Linked DNA regions of Mus musculus: region 1 is linked to region 2. A link is a contact called in public promoter capture Hi-C data. All regions are on one chromosome and are shown on one strand. The core of a region is the stretch at or near the end of the contact, and the rest is flanking DNA. Distances in the headings are between cores, read along the strand shown.

Region 1 (5,290 bases), core at 514-3,013, 450 kb after region 2:
AGCCCCCATGCTTCCTTTCTGTGTTATTATCTCTTGTAACTGAGGGCCTGGCCTGAATGTACAAAGCCACCCGAGAGCCTGGAGTCTCAAGTTAATTTGCCCAGTGTGCAGATACACAGTTGAGGAAGTGAAATACTTGCTTTTAGGATTATACCCACGGTTCGGGACAGGACCCCAGTACTCACGAAGTGTTCTTACAAATATGCACACAATTTGTGAAATGATTTTTAATAGTTTCTTGAAGTGAGGAACGGCGCTGATACACACAATATTAAGCAAAGTCGGCTGCAAACATCAGTTCCGAAAAAAGGGCATTCTTTCAGTAGGGTTATAGGTACGTCTGGGAGTTGTAAATCCATGCCAGGCTCCAGAAGCCATGCCTTCCAAGGGCCGGTAACAGCAAAGACTTAACAGCCAGGAATCAGTAAGCCAGGCAGTGTTGGCGCATACAGAGTCCTCCTGCGCAGAGTTTATGATGTAGTAAAGAAGTTTAAGATGGAGACCTGAGATTGCACACTGATGGCCTGTAGGCTATATTGGGACCATGGGCTTGTTTTGTTTGGCTTGTACCAGGGTGAGTCTTCTCAATGTCTAAAAAAGAGAAGGGGAGGGCAGGTCAGGGAGCCCAGGAAAGAGACAAAGAGGCAGCTGATCAGATAAATGTGTGATTTCCTTTTAGTATAGAAAAAGATGCATTTCCAACTTTCTTCGAAAAGCCAGAAGATCTGCCAATAATGGGCGGACACTGCCACATTTCTTCCTGCGGATGGTTGGCTGCAGTCACAGCTGCTGCCTTCCCTTGGTGCTCTCTCTCTAGTTCCCCAGCTCTGGCCGGATTCTCACCTATCACCCTTTGACATGGCTGCTTCCATAAACGCCTCCTCACGGCATTTATTTAATCTCTTCCAAATAGAAACAAGCCGTTGGAGTCTGGAGAAACATGGAAACCGCCGCATTTGTGTGTCAAGTGAGGTGACCCTGGTTCAGGCGGAGGAGGTGGTAATAAAAGTGAGGAGAAACTGTCAGAATTAGGGATCTACAGAATTGATATTGGAGGATGGGATTGACTGGGAAAGGTTAAAAATAGTTCCAATTTACTCAAAAAGAAAACCGGTGTGTGTGTGTGGGGGGGGGGGGGATCAGTTTTAAAGACCTTTAAAAATAAACACGAAACTATTTTAAAAAGCTTTCCCTTGCTGTCCAAGCTGACCGTTTGGAGGGGAAGAGAAGCCAGACAGCCGGATTAGTACAGAGCTACCCTGTAAGACAGCTCGAGCACCTCTAAGCCTCCACTTGCTGAAGCCTGAGAGCTCAAGGCGCTCCCGGCTTCCAGATGTGGGGCGGTGTCCCGTGAACAGCTGGGACTGTGTCCTGAGAAATGGCCACTCGTCCTCAGCTCCGGGTTCAGCACTATCTCCACCTGCAGAGGATTTTCCCCCTTTGGGAGCAATATTAAGGCTACATCTAGTAAGCTGTGTGGTATCTGATGCTCAGCCAGAGGTCTCTGTCTCTTAGGGTTTCTATTACAAATCAATGAAAACGGCGAAGTTGTAGCTGAAGATACTTTTTAACGCTTTAGATTGGCTAGAAAGGTCTCCAGCTCTCCAGAGCGAGGACGACCGTTTCGCTATAAGGCGGGTGAGCTTGGCTAACCCAAGTGCCACTTCCAGGCTCGCTGCGGACAGCAGAAGCCAGGCCTCGGCCACTCCCGACGCGCATGCGCCGGCCGCCGCGGCCCTCCGCCGCCGCCCCCCCTCCCCCTCATCATCCGGGTCCCCGGCGAGCGGGCGCCGAGCGCTTGTCCCGGGGCCGAGCTGCTAATAAAGTTGCGGCGCGTGCACAGCGCGGCGACGGCGTGAGGAGAGCGCGCCTGGGCGGCGGGGAGGTGAGTGAGGGGCCCCAGGGCGGGCGCTCGGGGCCCGGCGGAGGGACAAGCGCCGGCGGCAGCGGCCCGCGTGAGGCTGGAGGCCTAGAGGCTCCCCACGCGGGACCTGACGGCACGGGACGGGGCTCCGCGCAGCGCGGGAGGCCCCGGTGCTAAGGAGGCCCCGCGCGGCCGACGAGGCCGGCGCGGACGAGGCCGCTGCCACCTCGGCGCGCCACCGACGCCCGGGCCCGCGCGCGGAGCCGCGCAGGCGGCCTAGGCCGAGCGCGCGCCCCGCCGCTTTGTGTCTGGGAGATAAGGATCCGCGCTTATCGGTGGGAATTACACTCCGGCCAGCCGGCTGGCGGCGACCCGCCCCTGCGCCCGCCCGCCCGCCCGCCCGCCCGCTCGCCCGCCCGTCACTCTCCGGACGTCGCAGAGGCTCCCTCGCTGCGCTAAACTTTGTGTGAGGAAGCGAAGCAGCTTTTGTCTCTGCCCCGGTCCCGGTGGTTCCCTTGGGCATGCGTGCCCAAGTTCAGACTCCATCCCCTCCCCCTGCCCTTTCTCCTCTGCGCTTCTGGCTGCGCCGAGCCGGGAACCCTAAGCTCTGGGAACTTCCCCGGTGGCGGCCGTCTTAGGGTCAGAGCATGCTCAGTGGCCCGGACTTTTCGGTTGCAGAAGGAGCTGGCGGGGATGGTCGAGGTATTTGGAGGTGTGCCAGCGATCCGAAGCGTGTCTCTGTGTGTGTGTGTGTGTGTGTGTGTGTGTGTGTCCGGTTTGTGATGGCCCCGGCGAAAGGAGTCCCGGCCAACCTGGAAGGCAGGAACGGCCGAACACTGTAGGCTAGATCTTTATCTTGATCGTAAAAGACAGTGTTTCCTGAGCAGCTGGAGGGGGGTGGGGGGTGGGTATTTCTGGCTGCTGCTGCGTTTAGATGGGTGTGGTGCTAAGTATATCTTGTTTATCTTTCTGTGGAAAAAGTTTTGAAGTCTGGTGGAGTTGATCACATCATGCCTGTTGCCTAGCACTATCAAGTGTATGCCTACCTAGCAACGGACACTGGGCGATCAATGGAATTTGTTGGTTGCTTTGACAGAGGCTAAGCGAAAGGGTACATGTGATTTCTTTTCTTTCTGACAGGGTTTTGCTAGGCAGACCTTGAACTCTGGCCAATCCTCCTGCCTCAGCTTCCAAGTGCTGGGATTACAGGGGTGAGCCATCACCAACTCTGGCTGTGTGTTTCTTTTTTAAACAAAGAGTGCTTGGATTTTCTTAGTGTATGGGAGTTACCGTTAAAGTTGAAAACCCAGTAGGTTTAGAAACGCTTAGAGTAGTAGTTGAGGGTTTCTGCTAGATGCCAGCCCATAATGCCTGTTGTATGGAAACAGTTCCTCCATGGAGCAGGACGGTTTCACACTCAACTGCTCTATCAGAGCTTATGATCCAGATGAGGTTAGTAGCAGTAGTAACAAATCACATTATTCCTTTTACCCTTTTTGGTAACATTTTCCCCCTCTAAAATGAACCCCAGAAATTATAAAATTCCAAAACAACTTAGAAGAATTGGTCTATCAAAATCTAACCTATATAAGGTTTGTACATATTAAGCTTAGAGGAAAAATAGTTTTGTAGCCATGCATGGTGGCCCACACCTCTAATACCAGGCAGGTAGACAGGTGTGAGGTCCAGGCCATCTGGGGGACTGCATAGTGAGGCGAGTATGATTGCTAGGTGGTGACCTCCTTGGCACTCTCCTTCTTTAGTGTTTCCCCACTCAGTCCTTTAGATAACTGTTGTTACCACTTCAACTTCTGCAGTGTCTTTGTCACAAATGCCGTTCATCATTTTGTCACTTCCTGTAGGTGAATCTTTTCAACTGACTTTTCCTTCCTTCCTTCCTTCCTTCCTTCCTTCCTTCCTTCCTTCCTTCCTTCCTTCCTTCCCAGACAGGTGTTCTGGTGACCCAGACTGGGCCCAGACTTGCTATGTAGTCCAGAATGCCCTTGAACTCGTACCTCTGCCTCCAGATGCTAAGATTACAAGCCTGTGCCATCACATCTGGTTATTTATTTTGGTTGGGTTGCTCTATCAGCTTCTGGAACCTGTGCACCCTACTGTACCAAACACTCAGATTGAGTTTTCCTTGTGTCCATATAGGATATGGCATAGTTAAAAGAAGGAAGAGAGCAATGAGCCTGGGGAAAGTAAAATGTGTGGTGTGTTCTGGGCCGTCTGGCTGGGGCTGCTTAGCTGGTTCTTTGTGGTGGGGGCGCCATAGCATTGGGTAGATGATGTGTGTGTTGCCTTTCTTCGCCCTCTGGCAAAGGTAGCCATTGATTGCAGTGAGAAACAGTGGCAGTCTGTGGCTAATGAGGTTTGAATCAGATTGTTGTGTGCTGCTAGTTATGTAACATGGTGAGAGTATCATTAAAAGTTGCAGGCTGTAGCAAGGTAGAGAGTGAATTCTGCTGACCCTCCTCCTTGGGCTTTAATTTCTGGGTGAACCCGAGGCACTTTAGGCTACAGCTGTAATTATACCTGGGCAGCCTGTTTCCTGTTTGCAGGATGGACTCAAACATCATGATTTCATGGGATGATATCCTGCCCTCTGTGTTAAAGGCAGCATGTTTCCCCTACTGAAAACAGATTGTAGCTCAGTTGAACAAATTTCTTTTCAATGTTTTGAAGATTAGGCAGTAAAATGACAGTGCTTTACTTCTTAGTAACATGTATTGAAATTTAATGTAAACTTCTTTTCCACATGCAGATTCTTCGATGGTAGGCCTTAGTTTACCAGTGCGGTGTGGATCACAACAGTTCTTGATAACTCTCAGGTGTTTGTTATTACCCGGTGTGCATGTTGGCTGGGCAGTGAGAGTCACAACAGCACTGACCTCCAGCCTTCGCCCCTCTGCTGATCTGTCTCTGCAGTACATTTATTTCTGTTCTGCATGGCTTTCTTCAGGTGTTGAAGGCACTGTAGATCCCATGGTTTCCCAGCATGCTTCCAAGACGTCAGGTACTGGATACGTTCTCCCTTCTGTGATGGACAGTCATACCCTGAGGAATGATTCTCATCTTCACTAGGTGACTGACTTTCTGGAGAAAAGCTTGGGAAACTTGGCTTTAAGGAAGCTGCAGTGCACAGATTCCAGTTTCTCTCACCGAAAAGATGATGAAGGGTTTGATCTTCAAGGCCCTGGAAGTTGACCTGTGCCTTTTTACAGCTTGTTTTTCCACTTCTGAGCTTAGTGCAGAGCATTAGCAACTGGAAGTTTCAGGGCAGGGGTCATCCACTTATTGCCACTATCATACATCTTTTACCTCCAGCCAAAACCTGAATGTGATGTGTATGTACTGAGTGGAACATTTAGAAGAAAAATTGTTAACAACTAGATTGTTAGGACTCTCTAATTCCCCAATCTT
Region 2 (4,933 bases), core at 2,269-4,768:
GCTACCCTAGCTGTACTTACAGACGTGTGTGCTTTCTAGGAGGAGTTATAGAAACTGTCGCTTTCTAGGAGGAGTTATAGAAACTGTCCTGGGTTCTAGGAAGATTTATAGAAACAGTCTTGGGTCCAGATGGTAAGGATGCCTTTAAAGGATTTTCTTTATGGAAGGGGGCTCTGGGTGTTACACCTTGGAGTTCTGAGCACTCAAACTGAGAAGATGGGGTGCTGTTCTGGTATCTCGGGAAGGATGACTTCCTGTTTTCAATGCTGGAGGCAGCAAAGTGCCATCCTTCTGCTTCTCCCAAGGACCAGAGAGGGTGATAAACCCAATCTGTTGTTCTCTTCTGTCCTAAGCACATGCATTTACTTCATGGCTGAAGAGTCTCCCTAAGGGACTATACTTCTTGTTCCTGAGAAGATCTGAGTCACTTCCCAGCATTCTCTCCTCGGGAGAGCCCAAAACCCAGGGCAGGCTATGTCAGTTTGCTTCAGGAAGCTAAAAGCTGGTGGTTAGATGTGAGAGGAGGTCATCCAGCAGGCCCCAGGCTGGGCCATCAGAGAGACAGCTTCTAAGAGGAACTGCTGACTCTGCTCTTAGGCTCTGCAATCTCTCAGACTTCTTAAGAGTACTCATCCCCTGCTCCAGGGCAATTAGAGAAGGTATCCGATTTTCCAAAACCTTCTGGAAGGTAGCCTTCTTATCTGACACAGGGCATCTTGCCTGTGGCAGGGCTTAGCATTGCTGGCTGGGGCATATGAATTTGTGGATCCCAGCCACCAGGACCAAATGTCAGAAGGCAAAGGGTTTCTGTCAGAGGCATTGCCTGGAAAAAAAAATCCTACAAGCCCCCTTCCCATGAAATAGCTGCCTCATCACAAAGGGCAGCTCAATGTATGAAGTAGGAGGATGCTGTCCTACTATGGGGCAACTTGTGAGACCAGAAGAAGTGACAGGGCTTCCTGTAATCATCCCCATTCTGAAATGTAAAGGAAAAGTTACTCCTGCCCGGCTAGTGCTATTAGCCAATTGTCAGACTACTGACAAGCACTGCAGCCAGAAAAAAAAAAAAAAAAAAAAAAACGTCCCCACTGGGATTTCTCTAGGAACAAATGAAAGCCCCTGAGGACTAGCTGAGCAAAGCCCTTCTCTGTGGGACCCCCTCCCCCACACTTGGAGCTGCAGCGAGTAGAAACGCCCATGTGTGGAGGGCTATGCCACCCTAACCCGAAGTTTTAAGGCAGCTGTTGATCCCACGTGGGGACAATGCAGCCAACTCCTCACAGCTAGGAGGACCCCAGCCTTCATGGACAATACTTTAAAGGCGTTGTTTACAAATCAATTTCCTCTTCTAAATAGGGCAGCTCCAAGAGTAGACCCTTCTGATTGCCCAGACTAGGCCCACCTGTCCCTGGGGCTTCCTAGCCAGTGGCCACACTGTATTGATCTTTTTAATCCCCTCCCTTTGAAATACAGAGCCAGCTGATGTGGAGTTCCTCAAAAGACTCCAGGCCCCTACCTCTACAGGTAGCTGCGGATCGGGGCTAATTCCCCATTAGAAAGTCTTAATTGGCTTATGGGGTGCCTGAAAGTTCTCTCTTGTGTTTACAAGGCAGAAGGAATGGATGGCTCAAAGTGCCTTAATCTGTCTCCCTCGTTCTTGGCGATAGTCGGGTGCGCTTTATTTTTAAGTTGTTTTTGAAACAGGATTGGAGGTTTGGAGATGGTGGGATAATATTTCACTTTACAGGTGGAGCTGCCAAGGGGATGAGGGAAAGCCCCAGAGACACCGCTACTAGGCAAGGAAACGGGTGACTACTTTTTTTTCCCTTATTTTTTTTTATTTACACGAAGCATCTGCAGTACAAAAATGTAAACTTTGATAGCTCATAATAATAGAATAAATTCTTTATGTACAAAAATACATTTTCATATGAATGAAGCATCCTGAATAAATTAAAGTACCCTCCAGTCCAGTGCCTGAATAGCTATGCTAGCACTCAGGTTCTTCCTGGAGCAAGCCCACAGTGGCGGGGGTCGGGATCCATAATGCATGAAGCCCACTCCTTGTGGCTCCTTTTTAAGCCTTGCCATTGTATTGTCAGCCGGCTCAAACCGAATTTTCATGCTCGTTTTTCTTCATTAGAGTTCTACAAATTGTAAAATTGACTTTTCACCTCGTCTTCAGGGGCTCATCTGTCCCTTTTCCAAACCACACTGAAGTGGTGGCTGGGGTCAGTTCTGAGCCAGTCACAAAGAAGGTTTTGTGAAGTTCAGAAAGTGCAACAAAAACGAAAGGCCGTCTGGGGGCGGGCGGGGGGGGGGGGAGGCCGTGCTGGGGGTGGAGAAATAGACCGAGGGCAGCTTCAGCGAGGGTGCAGCAACCTAACAAGTGGTCAGGTATTCCCCCTCCCCCCTTTAAAGCTCCCAGAATTCACTTGGGGGTAAGTGTGGCCCCCGGAGGCTTCAGCCAGTTCCCCATCTATTATTGCTCTTAGACTGGGGGAGGAAGAAAGTATTGATGTTGCCTTACAAAGGCCTAGTGGTATGGGATGAAACAGGGCGTCGTGTGGAGCAGGTCTTTGGGCAGGCCAGGAAAGGAGAAAAGGGGATCGCCCGGGCCATAGGTGAAGTCTTCTGAAGCCGAGGGACTACTGGGGTCAGAGAGTGGTGATGCCACAGTGGCGCAGGGGGAGGCAGCGGCCCCGGAACCCCAGGACTCAGTGTCGCTGGCCGGGCTCGGGGGCCCGGGCAGACAGGGGACACACTGCGGAGGCAGGAGGCGCTCCCGGGCACTGCCCCCGGGGAGCCCTTGATCTGCCAGGCGCAGTGTCTCAGCCAGGGCCCAGATGTAGTTGTAGGCGAAGCGCAGCGTCTCAATCTTGGTGAGCTTGGTGTCGTCGGGGAACGAGGGCAGCACGCTGCGCAAGGCGTCCAGCGCAGCGTTGAGGTTGTGCATGCGGTTGCGCTCGCGATCGTTGGCTTTGACGCGACGACTCCTCCGCAGGGAGTGCAGCAGAGCCTCGGACCGCACCCGAGCGCGACCTCGCCGCCTCCGCCGTTCCTGCTCTTCGTCCTGGGCACCGGGAACATTCGATGCCCCGGAGAGGGCGGGAGCGCTCCTCCGGGCTGGCACGGACAGCCCCGAGGTGGAGGCTAGGGGCTGTAGCCTGGCACAGTCCTCCTCGTCGGTGAGGAAGCTGGACAGGTCGCTGCTGCTGTTGCTGCTGGAGCAGTCGAGATCAGAGATGCAGGTCTCCAAAGGGGCAGGCATCTTGCAGTGTGCAGGACCGACAGACGGACAGGAGGTTTGGAGGTCGGCCTTCGAAGCGCACTTACTGTCCGTACGACCCGGGGCTAGCCTGTGCCTGCTGCAGGCGCGAGGGCCGGGAAGATCGCAGGGGCTCAGGGAGTGAATGGGCTTGGCCCTCCTCGCCTCGCCTGCAGGGGCCACGCGCCGGGCTGGTCTCCTGAGTGATGTCGCCGGCGATCAGATCAGCTCCTGTGAGCACCAAGTGTGGCACACGACCGGCCTCAGGACCCCTTAAGTACGGCGCGCAACAATGGGCGCCCCCTCCCTGGCCACCTCCGCCCCCGAGGCGGCGCGGGTGAATGGCGAGAGGCGGCAGGTCAGCCCCGTGCGGCGCCTGCTATTTGCATAATTTATGCTCGCGGGAGGCCGCCCCCGCCCAGCCCCCCTCCTGGAGCGTGCCCGTAATTACCGCCGGCCAATCGGTGGCCCGGCCTGCTCCGGGAGCCGGATCAAGCGAGGGAGGCCGGGGCGTCTCTGGCCGGGAAACCCGGGCGAAGGCGGGGGCCGGGGGCGATTAGCGGCGGGCCGAGGCACACTCCTCCCAGGGGCGCGCGGGTGTCCCTCGCTGGGGTGGATGGGGAGGAGGAGCCCTGGCAGAAAGTGTGAGCTCTGTGGCGGGTGATGGAGAGCTGGGGCTGAGGCTGGAGGCTGGGTTCGCATCCCTTTGCCTGCTACTGAGTTCGCATCCCTTTGCCTGCTACTGATTGACTATTCGCATCTAAACAGACAGGACCAGTAAACAGTTACACGTCTTGAGGAGGGATAGATGTCCCTGCTCCGCCAAGGTTAATGAAGAAGACAGCAAGAGAAAGATCTAAAGATCCAATGAGTTCCCAGACTGAGCTGGGGCTTGACCCCACTCTGCCCCTGCCCGCGTACCCCTCCTCAAAGACTCACGAGGTAATATGGGGGTGTGCAGACCCCCTCTTCTCCTGAAATCTTGCTCTCTCCATTTCCAAGCATCCTCTTGTGCCGCACGTTTTGGAATGGTGCCAGCCTCAGGGGCTCACCCCAGTGCCAGCTGGCTAAGGGACTTAGCTTCTGGCCAGGAGAGAGATGTCCCACAGAAGGCAGCAAGCACACAGTGGAATTCCGTCCCCATCCCTTCTGCCAATTTGCCTATAAACTTGCCTAGTCCAGAGAAATGTCCTCATTCTGTGGGTCGAGTCATTTTCCTGTTTGCCGGACAGCAATAGAGGCTCAGGCAGCCTCTCAAATGCACCTGAGAGGAGTTATTTATTAAGGAGCAAACCTGGATCGTGGAGTCAGGTATTAAAAACAAAAGGAACACCCTAGAGGCGCCCCCCCCCCCTTTCCATGATATCTGAGTGGTGGCCTCAGGCCCAGTGCAATGCCTAGCCTGCTGTCTTCAAAGGGGCTCTGTCCAGGACACCTGCGCCTTGGTAGAGAAAGCACAGCCTCTTTGCCTATGCCTAGCTCTTGCCCCGTGGCTCCTTCCCTCTGTAGCAGCTCTTGGGCAGAAAGCTAGGACACAGTTACAGATTAGGGCTTGAGGAGGTTTGTAAAAAGTGGCAGGAAATGGCTGTAATCAGATTATGCAAGAAAAAGTAATTGTTGACAGATCCTTGGGCATCCCAGGAGCCCAAGGGCTGCTGGGAGTTG

What was found. Promoter capture Hi-C pulls out the DNA fragments that hold promoters and counts their contacts.
Region 1: a promoter capture Hi-C map of hippocampal neurons shows a contact between it and region 2, with 2.5 times the contacts expected there. The contact joins the promoter of Smad5 here to the promoter of Neurog1 in region 2. A contact is called at or near these places in 3 of 39 promoter capture datasets (hippocampal neurons, liver and stem cell-derived epiblast-like cells).

What each region holds. Positions count from the first base shown.
Region 1 is chr13:56,701,247-56,706,536 of GRCm38.p6, forward strand. It overlaps Smad5 (SMAD family member 5), which reads left to right and starts at 1,764. Exons shown (of 7, transcript NM_008541.3): 1 at 1,764-1,885.
Region 2 is chr13:56,248,662-56,253,594 of GRCm38.p6, forward strand. It overlaps Neurog1 (neurogenin 1), which reads right to left and starts at 3,519. Exons shown (of 1, transcript NM_010896.3): 1 at 1,817-3,519. The coding sequence starts at 3,271. The coding sequence ends at 2,537.